Regions from separate parts of the Mus musculus genome. Here region 1 is linked to region 2. The links are chromatin contacts, called in public Hi-C maps. All regions are on one chromosome and are shown on one strand. Each heading gives the region's core, a stretch centred on a gene start, on an enhancer-like site or on the middle of the called end of the contact. The rest is flanking DNA. Distances are from core to core; before and after follow the strand shown. Region 1 holds the start of Pigk (phosphatidylinositol glycan anchor biosynthesis, class K). Region 2 overlaps Ak5 (adenylate kinase 5).

Region 1 (5,796 bases), core at 2,262-4,761, 140 kb after region 2:
GGTAGTCACAAAAGTATTTTTAATAGATGTATGTGCATTTGTCTTCCAAGTTGCTTCAGGTAAACATTTACCCCAGACTTTACCCACTCTACTTCATGTGGTCTCTGTGCTTGAAAGAATGGTAGTATGATGTATTCATTGGGATAGAGTAGATATCCAAAAGGTCTTTTGAATAGCTGGTCTTCTCTTGATCCAAGCTTAGTCCCCGGAACCTACATAAAAAAGCCAAGTGTGGTGGCATGCTTGCAGTCTCAATGTGTGGGTTACAGGCTGCTGGGGCTCACCAGTCAGCCTCCCTAAATCATTGAGCTTCAAGCCAATGAGAGACCCTGTCTCACAAAACAAGGAGGCTCCTGAGGAATGACACCGAGGTTGTCCTCTGGTCTCCATACACAAATGCATACATGTGCACATGTACTTCTTGCACACACACACATACAATTGCATACATACAAATGAATGTACTCAGGTGTGCTTTTCTAGAAGTGATCTGTCTCTTCTTCCAAGATATAAGTCATCACTATGTTCTTTTGGTTGCTACTTACTTCAAAGCCCCTCTTGCTTTTTGTCATTTTTCCTAAACTCTTTTTTTTTCTTTTTTTTTTTTTTATCAGATATTTTCTTTATTTACATTTCAAATGTTATCCCGAAAGTTCCCTATACCCTCCCCTGCCCTGCTCCCCTACCCACCTACTCCCACTTCTTGGCCCTGGCATTCCCCTGTACTGGGGCATATAAAGTTTGTAATACCAAGGGGCCTCTCTTCCCAATGATGGCTGACTAGTCCATCTTCTGTTACATATGCAGCTAGAGACAGAGCTGGGGGCGGGGGGTACTGGTTAGTTCATATTGTTGTTTCACCTATAGGGTTGCAGACCCCTTCAGCTCCTTGGGTGCTCTCTCTAGCTTCTCCATTGGGGCACCTGTGTTCCATCCTATAGATGACTGTGAGCATCCACTTCTGTATTTGCCAGGCACTGGCATAGCCTCATATGAGACAGCTATATCAGGGTCCCTTCAGCAAAATCTTTCTGGCATATGCAATAGTGTCTGGGTTTGGTGGCTGATTATGGGATGGATCCCCGGGTGGGGTAGTCTCTGGATGGTCCATCCTTTTGTCTTAGCTCCAAACTTTGTCTCTGTAACTCCCTTCATGGGTATTTTGTTCCCTGTTCTAAGGAGGAATGAAGTATCCATACGTTTTTCCTAAACTCTTAACACTGCTCTAAGCCACGGTTGACTGTCGTAGCAGTTTTCCAAATGCTCTCTATTCAGCACATTCTCCTGAATGGGACTGGTATGATCACCCCACTCTGAAGCTTTTCAGGCCCGTAGGATACACATCAAAACTCATCCCTGAACCCTCAAAGCCCCAAGGACAGGGGACATCTACTTACCAAGATAGCCTCCTTCATAACAGCCTGTATTGTGTTCTCTGAACTGCAAGTCCAATGTAACCCTCACCATTCCTCTGTTAATCTAAACTTCTTTCTGCTCTGGAGTGTGCACACAGGTTGCTGTGTTTGTCCTGACAGCTTTTCTGTTTGTCCTCAGCTTCACTGTGACTTTCTCTTCTCCTTGGAGGCTGTTCGCCACTGGCCCTCGTGGAAAAAGGGAGCAGAAGTGGGGGACCAGGGTTCAGAAAGCTAAGAATACCAATGCATTGACTTCTGGGATCAACTTCAGTGAGACAGTTCAACTTTATACGGGGCTGTATAGATCTTGGGGAGTGTGTGGGGACTTACAAGGTGGGTAAATGTTATTGGTGGGGGGGTAAGCCTGGGAATGCTTCATTTACATGAATTTCAAGAAGAACCTGCTGAGCAGGTTTCTCCTCAGAGATTTTGGAGGGTTACTGTGGATCCATCTCATATACAGTCACCAAACCCAGACACTACTGTGGATGCCAAGAAGTGCTTGTTGACAGGAGCCTGATATAACTGTCTCCTGAGAGGCACTGCCAGAGCCTGACAAATACAGAGGTGGGTGTTTGCAGCCAACCATTGGACTCATCATGGGGACCCCAATGGAGGAGTTAGAGAAAGGACTGAAGGAGCTGAAGGGGTTTGCAACCTGTAGGAAGAACAACAATATCAACCAACCAGACCCCCCAAAGCTCCCAGGGACTAAACCACCAATCAAAGAGTGCACATGGAGCGACCCATGGCTCCAGCTGCATATGCAGCAGAGGATAATTTTGTTGGGCATCAGTGGGAGACGAGGCCCTTGGTCCTGTGAAGGCTAGATGACTCAGTGTAGGGAAATGCTGTCAGTGTAGGTCAGTCTGTTGTAGTAGAAGCAGTGGGAGGGGTGATGGGATAGAGGGTTTCCAGAGGGGAAACATGGAAAGAGGATAACATTAAAAATGTAAATAAAATATCCAATTAAAAAAAAAGGGCTTTTGTGGGGAGTGAAGAGATAGCTCAGTGGTTAAGAGTACTGGCTGCTCTTGCAAAGGTCCTGGGTTTAGTTTTCAGAACCCACGTGGTGATTTAACAACCATCTCTGGTTCCAGAGGATCTGATGTCCACTTCTGACCTCTGCAGGCAATGCACACACATTGTGCTTAGGCATATATGTAGGAAAAATATCCATACACGTTACATAAAATCCAAAAACTAAAGTTGTTTTGTGTGTGTGTGTGTGTGAAACAAAAAGGACACAAAACACTTTCAAGCAAAACTGGCCATGGTAGCACGTGCTTTTAATGTCAGCACGTGGGAGACAGTGGTAGGCAGGTCTCTCTGTGAGTTCAAGGTAGCTTTAGGTCAGGCAGGGCTTCATAATGAGACCTTGTCTCAAAAAAAATTAAAAGAAATATTCAAAGAATAATTAAAATGGATGAGTAATAGTGTTACAACAAAAATTTTTTTCAAAATTAGAAAACAGAATGACCAGAAATACTGTATATTTTTTCCCTTCTGTATGGTGTCTGTGTGTACGTGTGTGTACGTGTGTGTACGTGTGTGTGTGTGTGTGTGTGTGTGTTTACAGGCCCACTTATGGAAGCCAGAAGCAGGTGTTGGGTGCCACCTCTTTCTGACTTGATCTCTTGAAGCAACATCCTTCACTGAACCCATTTTTTTTCCCCTGTAGGTTGGCAGTCATTAAACCCCAGTGATCATATTTCCATTTTGTCGTCCTTTAAGATTTAGAAATCTTGGACCACATAGCCAACTAACTGATAGCACCACACCAAAGGGAAACATCAAATATTGTGGATCCCCAAATTATCTTTTTAAAATTTCCTCCTTAAATATTGTGTCTATTTTACAAAACAAACCTAGAAACATAGCTGAGTAAGTAATTCTCCAATTAGGTTGCCCCGGCCACTCCAGAACCTGAATGGAGGAAGGTGTATGCGGTGGCAAACAAAACAAAACAACAAAATGAAGCAACAAAACAAAACAAAAACTAAAACAACTCAAGGCCACTACCATGGGAAGAACAAACCAAACCACACCCCCCCGTGCACGGCAGCGGCAGCGCTGCTTTACGGCACTCGCCCCGCCCCTTTGCTCTTCGGGGCGTGAGAAGCCGGCAAACATGGCGGCCCCCTGCTTCCTCACTCTGCGGGTGGCTACCCTGGCCGCCTTGGCGCTCTTGTCTCTCGGCAGCTCTGCCGCTGGACACATCGAGGTAGGCATCGGTGTCTGTTGAGGACCGACCCCAGGGAGGACCGTGTGACTGTGAGCGCCTCAGGTGCAGGACGCACGGCCCCTGAGGGCAGCCGCCTGCAGCGTCTTCCCTCCCCGGGCTGTGTTGTGGGATTCAGGACCGTCCGTCCTGAGGACAGGGACCGGACACAGCCTTTTAGAACGCCCTGTTAAGAGTGCGAAGCCAGCGGTGACGAGGGAGGAGGACCCGGTCCTCTGCTCCTGTGACAGGCAGGGCACGCGTGGGGACTGTCATGGCTTTGGTGTTTTGCTCCTCCGCCCTGACCTCCTCCTCCCTGAGGCTGCAGGACGTCTGGTTTCTTTACGATGCTGTTACCAGCGATTTCCCCAGCGACGCGACTTGGATTTCTAGCATTATTTTTTAGACCTGCTTGCCCGGGCGTCAGCACACACTGTAAAAACACCTCGTCCAAGTTTATCACCGAGGCTGCCCTAGTCTCCTAACTCAGCAGGGGCAGTTCTGGTTTAGTCTGTTCTCTGAGCTGAGGACGGAGTAACTTTTCAAATGCTGACCTGATCATGTCACTCAGGACCCCTTCTTGAAATCTCTTACACCTTCTTTAAATGTCTAGCTTTGTTAAGCTTTCAGTTTCACAAACCACTGGGACCCTTTTGCCATTGGCCCAATTTTTTTTTTTTTGGTCTGGAATTGTCTTTTCATCTTTTGGGTATTCGCCCAAAATGTCACTTCTGTAGGGAAACCTTCCCTTACAAAGTCATGTTCCCCTGTTACAATTACAGACCACATTTGGTGTCTTTATATATTGTGTGGTGAGTTCTTTGCTAACGTGTGTCTATTTAACTGGACAGTAATCTCTGATGAAGGCACGCACTGTGATCTGCTGTCATCCCCGACAGGATAGATGTCTAAGCATACAGTGAATCCGTAATTGTACATTGTAGTGCAGTGCATTTACATGTCCACCTGTATTAAACTCTGATGTGCTTGAGAGAAGATTGCATGCCTTTTGGTGATTTTCCTATCACCGTATTCCGTGGTGCTTGGCACGTAGAAGGTGCTCCGTTAACTAAATGTTGACTGATTAACGTTACATTGCTGCTACAGAGTTCTCAGTAAAGTTTCAATGGAGCAACAAGTTTGAGCCTAGAAAGGACGCTAGAGATTATTTAGGTCAAATCTCATTTTCTTTTGGAGAAATTCAAGCTTAAAGTGCAAACTGACTTGCCCCAGTGTCATGTACCGCTCAATTTTAGCTCAGGCCTTCCCATGCCTAAACCAGGGGTTATCCACAGTAGCACCCTGCTTGCTGCTTTGTTCAGTGTCTGGGCAGCTGTTAGAATGGTTTTGGGGGCTGAGGGTGGTTGTAGCAGTGGGTCTATTCTCACACTTGCCTGGAACTTTTTGTCTCTGAAACTTTCCTGCTAGCCACACAGCTGAAATCTCCATTTGTTAGGCAATCACTTTGTTGCATTCTCTGCTCCTACATTGTGAGTCTGCTACCAGCTCTGTAGATGATGAAGGGTGGGGGGTGGGGGAGTGGGGGTGGGTGGGTGTAGGTAAGCCAAGATGCTCTAAGGTATGCTCAAGTCAGCGAGTGGTAGGTAGATCCAGGTTTGAATTCAGACGTCCCAACTGCTCTAGTAATGTGCCCCAGTTAGAGCTTAGCTCCTGTGGGAAGAGGGATTGTAATGTTCACAATAACCCAGTTAGAGCTTAGATGCTGTGGGAAGAGGGGATTGTAACGTTCACAATAAACTACTGGTGCCCAAGAAGACAAGGAGCACAGTGAGAGCATGAGTCATGGTAGAGAAGATGGTGTGTGTGTGTGTGTGTGTGTGTGTGCGCGCGCGCGTGTGCGCGCGCGCACCGCAGTTTTAAATGATAACCTAATTTTTAAAAGAGATAAATTCCATACAGAAAGACTAAAATGTGACTTCAGTAATTCACTTGCATTTGTTTAATGCTTCCTAGTTTTAAAGCAAGGACACCCATGCAGCATACTTGTGTAGTTGTGTCAATGACGCTGGGGTGGGGTTGCTCAGAGTGTGTGGAAGGGGACAAGTGGATTTACTTAGTTCCCTACTTACTTCTCTGCACTAGAGATGAAAGTCTGGGCTGATGGTTGGTAGGCAAAGGCTCTGCCGTTAACTTATACCT
Region 2 (5,799 bases), core at 1,675-4,174:
GTAGGAGAATTGTAAACTCCTTGTTTTCTGCCATCAGGCTATTATGTCTCTGCAGGGGCAGGAGATTTTGGGTGTGTGTCATTACACTGCAGTTCCTTACAAGTCTGAGCCGAGCTGTCTCAGGCAGCAACCACTGGCATCGTGAGGTATCCATAGAAGGCTGCACAGGTGTGGACACTTTGCCCCTTCTTAGAATTGGAAACAATCACCCAGGGAAGGAGTTACAGAGACAAAGTTTGGAGCTGAGACAAAAGGATGGACCATCAAGAGACTGCCATATCCAGGGATCCATCCCATAATTAGCCTCCAAACGATGACACCATTGCATACACTAGCAAGCATTTGTTGCAAGGACCGTGATATAGCTGTCTCTTGTGCGACTAGGCCAGGGCCTAGCAAACATAGAAGTGGATGCTCACAGTCAACTATTGGATGGATCACAGGGCCCCCAATGGAGGAGCTAGAGAAAGTATACAAGGAGCTAAAGAGATCTGCAACCCTGTAGGTGCAACATTATGAACTAACCAGTACCCCGGAGCTCTTGACTCTAGCTACATATGTATCAAAAGATGGCCTAGTCGGCCATCACTGGAAAGAGAGGTCCACTGGACAGGCAAACTTTATATGCCCCAGTACAGGGGAATGCCAGGGCCAAAAAATGGGAATGGGTGGGTAGGGGAGTGGGGGGGGGAGGGTGTGGGACACTTTTGGGATAGCATTGGAAATGTAATTGAGGAAAATACGTAATAAAAAAAAAAAAAAGAAGGCTGCACAGGAAGTCCCATGGTGTAGCATCGGTGAACACAGCCGGAGACACTCACATTCATTATGAGTTTAATTTTTAAATTAACTTATTCACTGTGTCCCCAGAAACCTTTTACTGTTGCTGTCTGTATGCTCCGTGACCCACACAATCAATGACAAAACCCCAGGGGAAACCACGTTCAGGTTAAGGAGCAGGTTCCCCCATGCTCTTCACCCTTGAGCTCTCTGCCTACAGTGCCAGAGCTCCCAGCCTTCTCCCAGATAATACTCCTCTTCCTACCCAAGCAAGCTCAGGTCTACGTCTCCTGAGATTTTTTTTTTTTTTTTTGACCTGTGACATGGCTCTGTCTCTCCAGCACACCTCTGTCTCCATAGCATACGCTAACACATGGTACAGGGTACATGGAATAGCTCTTATCCCTCAATGTCACACGAGACCTGTGCTGTCCCTGGGAGCTGAGATCATGGCGCATGTACCTCTGCAGCAGTTCCTGGGGGCTCAGTAAATGCTTGCTGCTGCTGCTGCAGAACTTGACACACTTAAAGTTTGGGCTTATATATATAGCAAATGGCTGGTTAATATTGAGGGGGTGGGGCGGGGCGGGGAGAGGGAGGGAATGATCCCTGGGTGGACAGAACAGGAAGAAAGCATGAGGTGGGTCGCACAGGCTCTGGAGTAGTCACTGAGTTAGACCTCCATGATGGAGTCCTTATTCTTTGGCAGTCAAATGACCTCTTGGAACCACAGGGCCTGGCTTCTAAAAATGGGTCACAATATTGCTGAGCTGAGCTCCTCAGGTTTGGTGACGACGGACTGACCGAGTGCTTAGTCTGGCGTTTGCTACTGGGAAAGCGCTTGAGTAAAGTGATGATCATCAGGAGTGAAGCCTAGGAGCTCAAGCCTGAGGTTTGCCCGTTACTGCGTTTCCTCCACATTTTAGGGCTAGAGACGACAACGCAGTTATCAGCTCCTTCCACCATCCCGGCCGTGCCGAGGAGGATGCCAAAGGGGGTCTGCATTGGAGTGGCCCTCACGTGTCAGCTGGCTCATTCGGTGTTGACCTTCTCAATGGTTGGGAAGCCTCTCCTCTGTGGCTCAGTGTGAACAGTCATGAGGCTGTCATTAAGGGTTATCAGTTCCCTGGAACCCCGCAAGCTGTTGGCCTGCTACTGAAGCTTGCAGAAGAAAGCCCCGTTTTCCCACAAGGAATGATCAGACATGCTTTAGATTCCGTTGGCTTTTAAGACAGGCCTGTATGAAAGGCACGCTTTGAGCAGTGACCCAGATCTGGAACTAATTTAGGTTCATGTCTCCTACAAGTTATCTTCTGAGACATGCCCTTGCGAGGGAAGTGCCGGAGGTATAGTGCGCCCTTTGCTGCTCTCCTTGACATTCCTTTTGTTGTCAAAAGTCTACACGGAGACCCTGCTTCTTCTTTAAAGATAGGACACAGGTAAAATAGTTAGACCCTCGGTTGTGGAGTTAAGGAAACCAGAAAGTAAAAATAAACAAAAACAAAACCAAAAATGTATGACTTAGAGCATGCTCCTCTGTTCTTCCTCTGCCCCCATGAGGGTAAACCCGGATCACGAGACACAGAAGTCACTGATGGTGACAAGCAGTGGCTCTCTAATCTGTGGAGTATCATCTCTTGGGGTCTCTGGGAGTCCTCTTCAGTGACCTAAATCCATAGGGCTGTAAAACCACTGTCAGCTGCTGCCAGCAGAGCAAGGAAGCCACATGTCCAAAGGCTCTTCTCTTCTGAGGCCTGCAATCATGACCATGATTATGGTGTTCTGTAAGCCATGGAGGGCAAGTCTCCACGGGAGTGCTGAAGATGCCAACTACAGCCATTCTCAGGGCGCATGCCTCTGTGAGGTGGGCAGCTGACTACCAAGGCTGATCCAAAGCCAGGGCTCTCTGACACATCGCACTTCCTTCCTGGTCGACCTCAGGGTCTTGTCATGCAAGTTCATGCCAGGCCACTGAGGTCAAAGGGCATCTGAAATATTTAGATCACGAGACTGTGGAATGCTGTGAGAGGGATGAGGGGATTAAAGAGAAAACTCAGTAGAGTCTTCACAGAGAAGTCCATAAGCTCCCTCCCTGGGCCTGCCGTGGTGCAGTTTTGTTCTGATTGATTTCCTGAGGCCATGAAGGATGTCTACCTCATAAAGAATGCCTGGAATCTTAGCCCGCCCAAACCCAAACACTGCTTATGGACTGTGCTCTGTTTATTCAAATCCACAGCCTTTAGCACAGCTTCCCCCAGCCTAGAGATATTAACCCCCACCCCCACCCCCCAGTTCTATCGACTCCAGATCTCTGCAGTTCCCGGGTGTTCACTGGAGAGCTTCCCACTTCCACTTGCCCACTGCCGACCTCTGCTGACACAGTGGGTTCTCCAGCTTCCTCACAGCGCTGACCTGGTTTGAACATAGACCAGGGCTCTCCTTCAAATTCTGAGAAACTGCTTCCTGCAAGCCCAGAGACCACAGGCATCCCTGTTCCCCCGCCCTCCGGAAGCCTTTGTGCTCACTGGTTTATGCTGGTTTCCTACATTTTACAGGTCATACAATTCTGCTTTTGTAGAAGCTCTGAAGCATATAATTCTATCAGTTTTGCTTCAGACAGTTTTCTTTCTGAATCATTTAAAGAAGAAAAAAAATGGGCCTGTGAGAAGGTCCAGCCGGGTAAAACTGCTTGCTATACCAGCGATGTGAGTTCAACCCCCAGAATTCAGGCTGCAAGGAGAGCATAGATTTCCGAAAGTTGTCCTCTGACCTCCGTACATGGATGTAGCACATGAAGGACCATGCTCACACACACACACACACACACACACACACACACACACACACACTAATGATGATCATGATAATAAAACAATAAAAAATAATTATCCTTAATCCTCTTCCACTGCATTCCGCATTCTCTTATTTCTTTAAATTTCTGTTTAACTCCATCCCTCTTACCTGAAGAAGTTCTTGTGACATTTACTGTATGTGGGTCTGCTGGCTCCAAAGCTCTTGGCTTTAATTCATCTGTGAGGACTTAACCTCTTCACTTCTGAAATACATTTTTACTGAGTACAGAATTCCTGGATGTCTTTTAAAAAATGTATTCCCTACCCTTCTCTCATGTGTACGGCTTCGGCAGGTAGTGTCCAGGTCACTTATTTTCCTCCTCTTGATACAATGTATCTATTTTTTCTCTTTGCCTCTTGTTTATACTATTTAAATTAAGACATGCTCAGAGCCCTTCCGCTCCACTCGAGCCCCAGGGTACCTTGCCAGCGGACTCGCCCGACACCCGCAAGGGCCCACACAGGATTCCCCACGGGATCCTAAGACCTCTGGTGAGTGGAACACAGCACCTGCCCCAATCCAATCGCACAGAACCTGAGATTGTGGGAAATAGGGAAGCAGACTACCCGGGCCTGACCTGGGGCACAAGCCCCTTCCGCTCCACTCGAGCCCCAGGGTACCTTGCCAGCGGAGTCGCCTGACACCCGCAAGGGCCCACACAGGATTCTACACGGGATCCTAAGACCTCTAGCGAGTGGAACACAACTTCTGCCAGGAGGCCGGTTCGAACACCAAATATCTGGGTACCTTCCCTGCAAGAAGAGAGCTTGCCTGCAGAGAATACTCTGCCCACTGAAACTAAGGAGAGAGCTACCCTCCCAGGTCTGCTTATAGAGGCTAACAGAGTCACCTGAAGAACAAGCTCTTAACAGAGACAACTATAACAGCTAGCTTCAGAGATTACCAGATGGCGAAAGGCGAACATAAGAATCCTACTAACAGAAATCAAGACCACTCACCATCGTCAGAATGCAGCACTCCCACCCCACCTAGTCCTGGGCACCCCAACACAACCGAAAATCTAGACACAGATTTGAAAACATTTCTCATGATGATGATAGAGGACATCAAGAAGGACTTTCATAAGTCACTTAAAGAATTACAGGAGAGCACTGCTAAAGAGTTACAGGCCCTTAAAGAAAAGCAGGAAAACACAACCAAACAAGTAGAAGTCCTTAAAGAAAAACAGGAAAACACATCCAAACAGGTGATGGAAATGAACAAAACCATACTAGAACTAAAAGGGGAAGTAGACACAATAAAGAAAACCCAAAGCGAGGCAACGCTGGAGATAGAAACCCTAGGAAAGAGATCTGGAACCATAGATGCGAGCATCAGCAACAGAATACAAGAAATGGAAGAGACAATCTCAGGTGCAGAAGATTCCATAGAGAACATCGACACAACAGTCAAAGAAAATACAAAATGCAAAAGGATCCTAACTCAAAACATCCAGGAAATCCAGGACACAATGAGAAGACCAAACCTACGGATAATAGGAATTGATGAGAATGAAGATTTTCAACTTAAAGGGCCAGCTAATATCTTCAACAAAATAATAGAAGAAAACTTCCCAAACATAAAGAAAGAAATGCCCATGATCATACAAGAAGCCTACAGAACTCCAAATAGACTGGACCAGAAAAGAAATTCCTCCCGACACATAATACTCAGAACAACAAATGCACTAAATAAAGATAGATTATTAAAAGCAGTAAGGGAGAAAGGTCAAGTAACATATAAAGGAAGGCCTATCAGAATTACACCAGACTTTTCACCAGAGACTATGAAAGCCAGAAGAGCCTGGACAGATGTTATACAGACACTAAGAGAACACAAATGCCAGCCCAGGCTACTATACCCGGCCAAACTCTCAATTACCATAGATGGAGAAACCAAAGTATTCCACGACAAAACCAAATTCACACAATATCTTTCCACGAATCAAGCCCTTCAAAGGATAATAACAGAAAAGAAGCAATACAAGGACGGAAATCATGCCCTAGAACAAGCAAGAAAGTAATCCTTCAACAAACCAAAATGAAGACAGCCACAAGAACAGAATGCCAACCCTAACAACAAAAATAAAAAGAAGCAACAATTACTTTTCCTTAATATCTCTTAATATCAATGGACTCAATTCCCCAATAAAAAGACATAGACTAA

Evidence for each region. A called contact is a pair of places that touch in the nucleus more often than the background predicts.
Region 1: a Hi-C map of pancreatic cancer cells shows a contact between it and region 2, with 2.8 times the contacts expected there. The contact joins the promoter of Pigk here to the enhancer-like site in region 2. A contact is called at or near these places in 6 of 39 promoter capture datasets (the 3T3-L1 cell line, 3T3-L1-derived adipocytes, the C10 cell line and 2 more), 1 of 15 datasets of contacts at CTCF or cohesin (the NIH/3T3 cell line), 11 of 484 Hi-C or Micro-C datasets (the AML12 cell line, the HL-1 cell line, adipose-derived mesenchymal stem cells and 6 more), 2 of 115 datasets of contacts at active chromatin or transcription factors (the NIH/3T3 cell line and embryonic stem cells) and 2 of 9 other capture datasets (adipose tissue and pancreatic islet).

The regions. Positions count from the first base shown.
Region 1 is chr3:152,710,589-152,716,384 of GRCm38.p6, forward strand. It overlaps Pigk (phosphatidylinositol glycan anchor biosynthesis, class K), which reads left to right and starts at 3,512. Exons shown (of 11, transcript NM_025662.5): 1 at 3,512-3,639. The coding sequence starts at 3,547.
Region 2 is chr3:152,566,202-152,572,000 of GRCm38.p6, forward strand. The region is part of intron 6 of Ak5 (adenylate kinase 5); the gene reads right to left. Among named protein-coding and RNA genes, the nearest start is that of 3110067G11Rik, 80 kb to the left of the region's middle. Within about 2 kb of position 2,925, at least 87 of the 459 cell types and tissues checked have an H3K27ac peak or open chromatin away from gene starts, as enhancers often do. A contact at or near this core is called in the AML12 cell line, the HL-1 cell line, the NIH/3T3 cell line and 5 more, where this site is marked.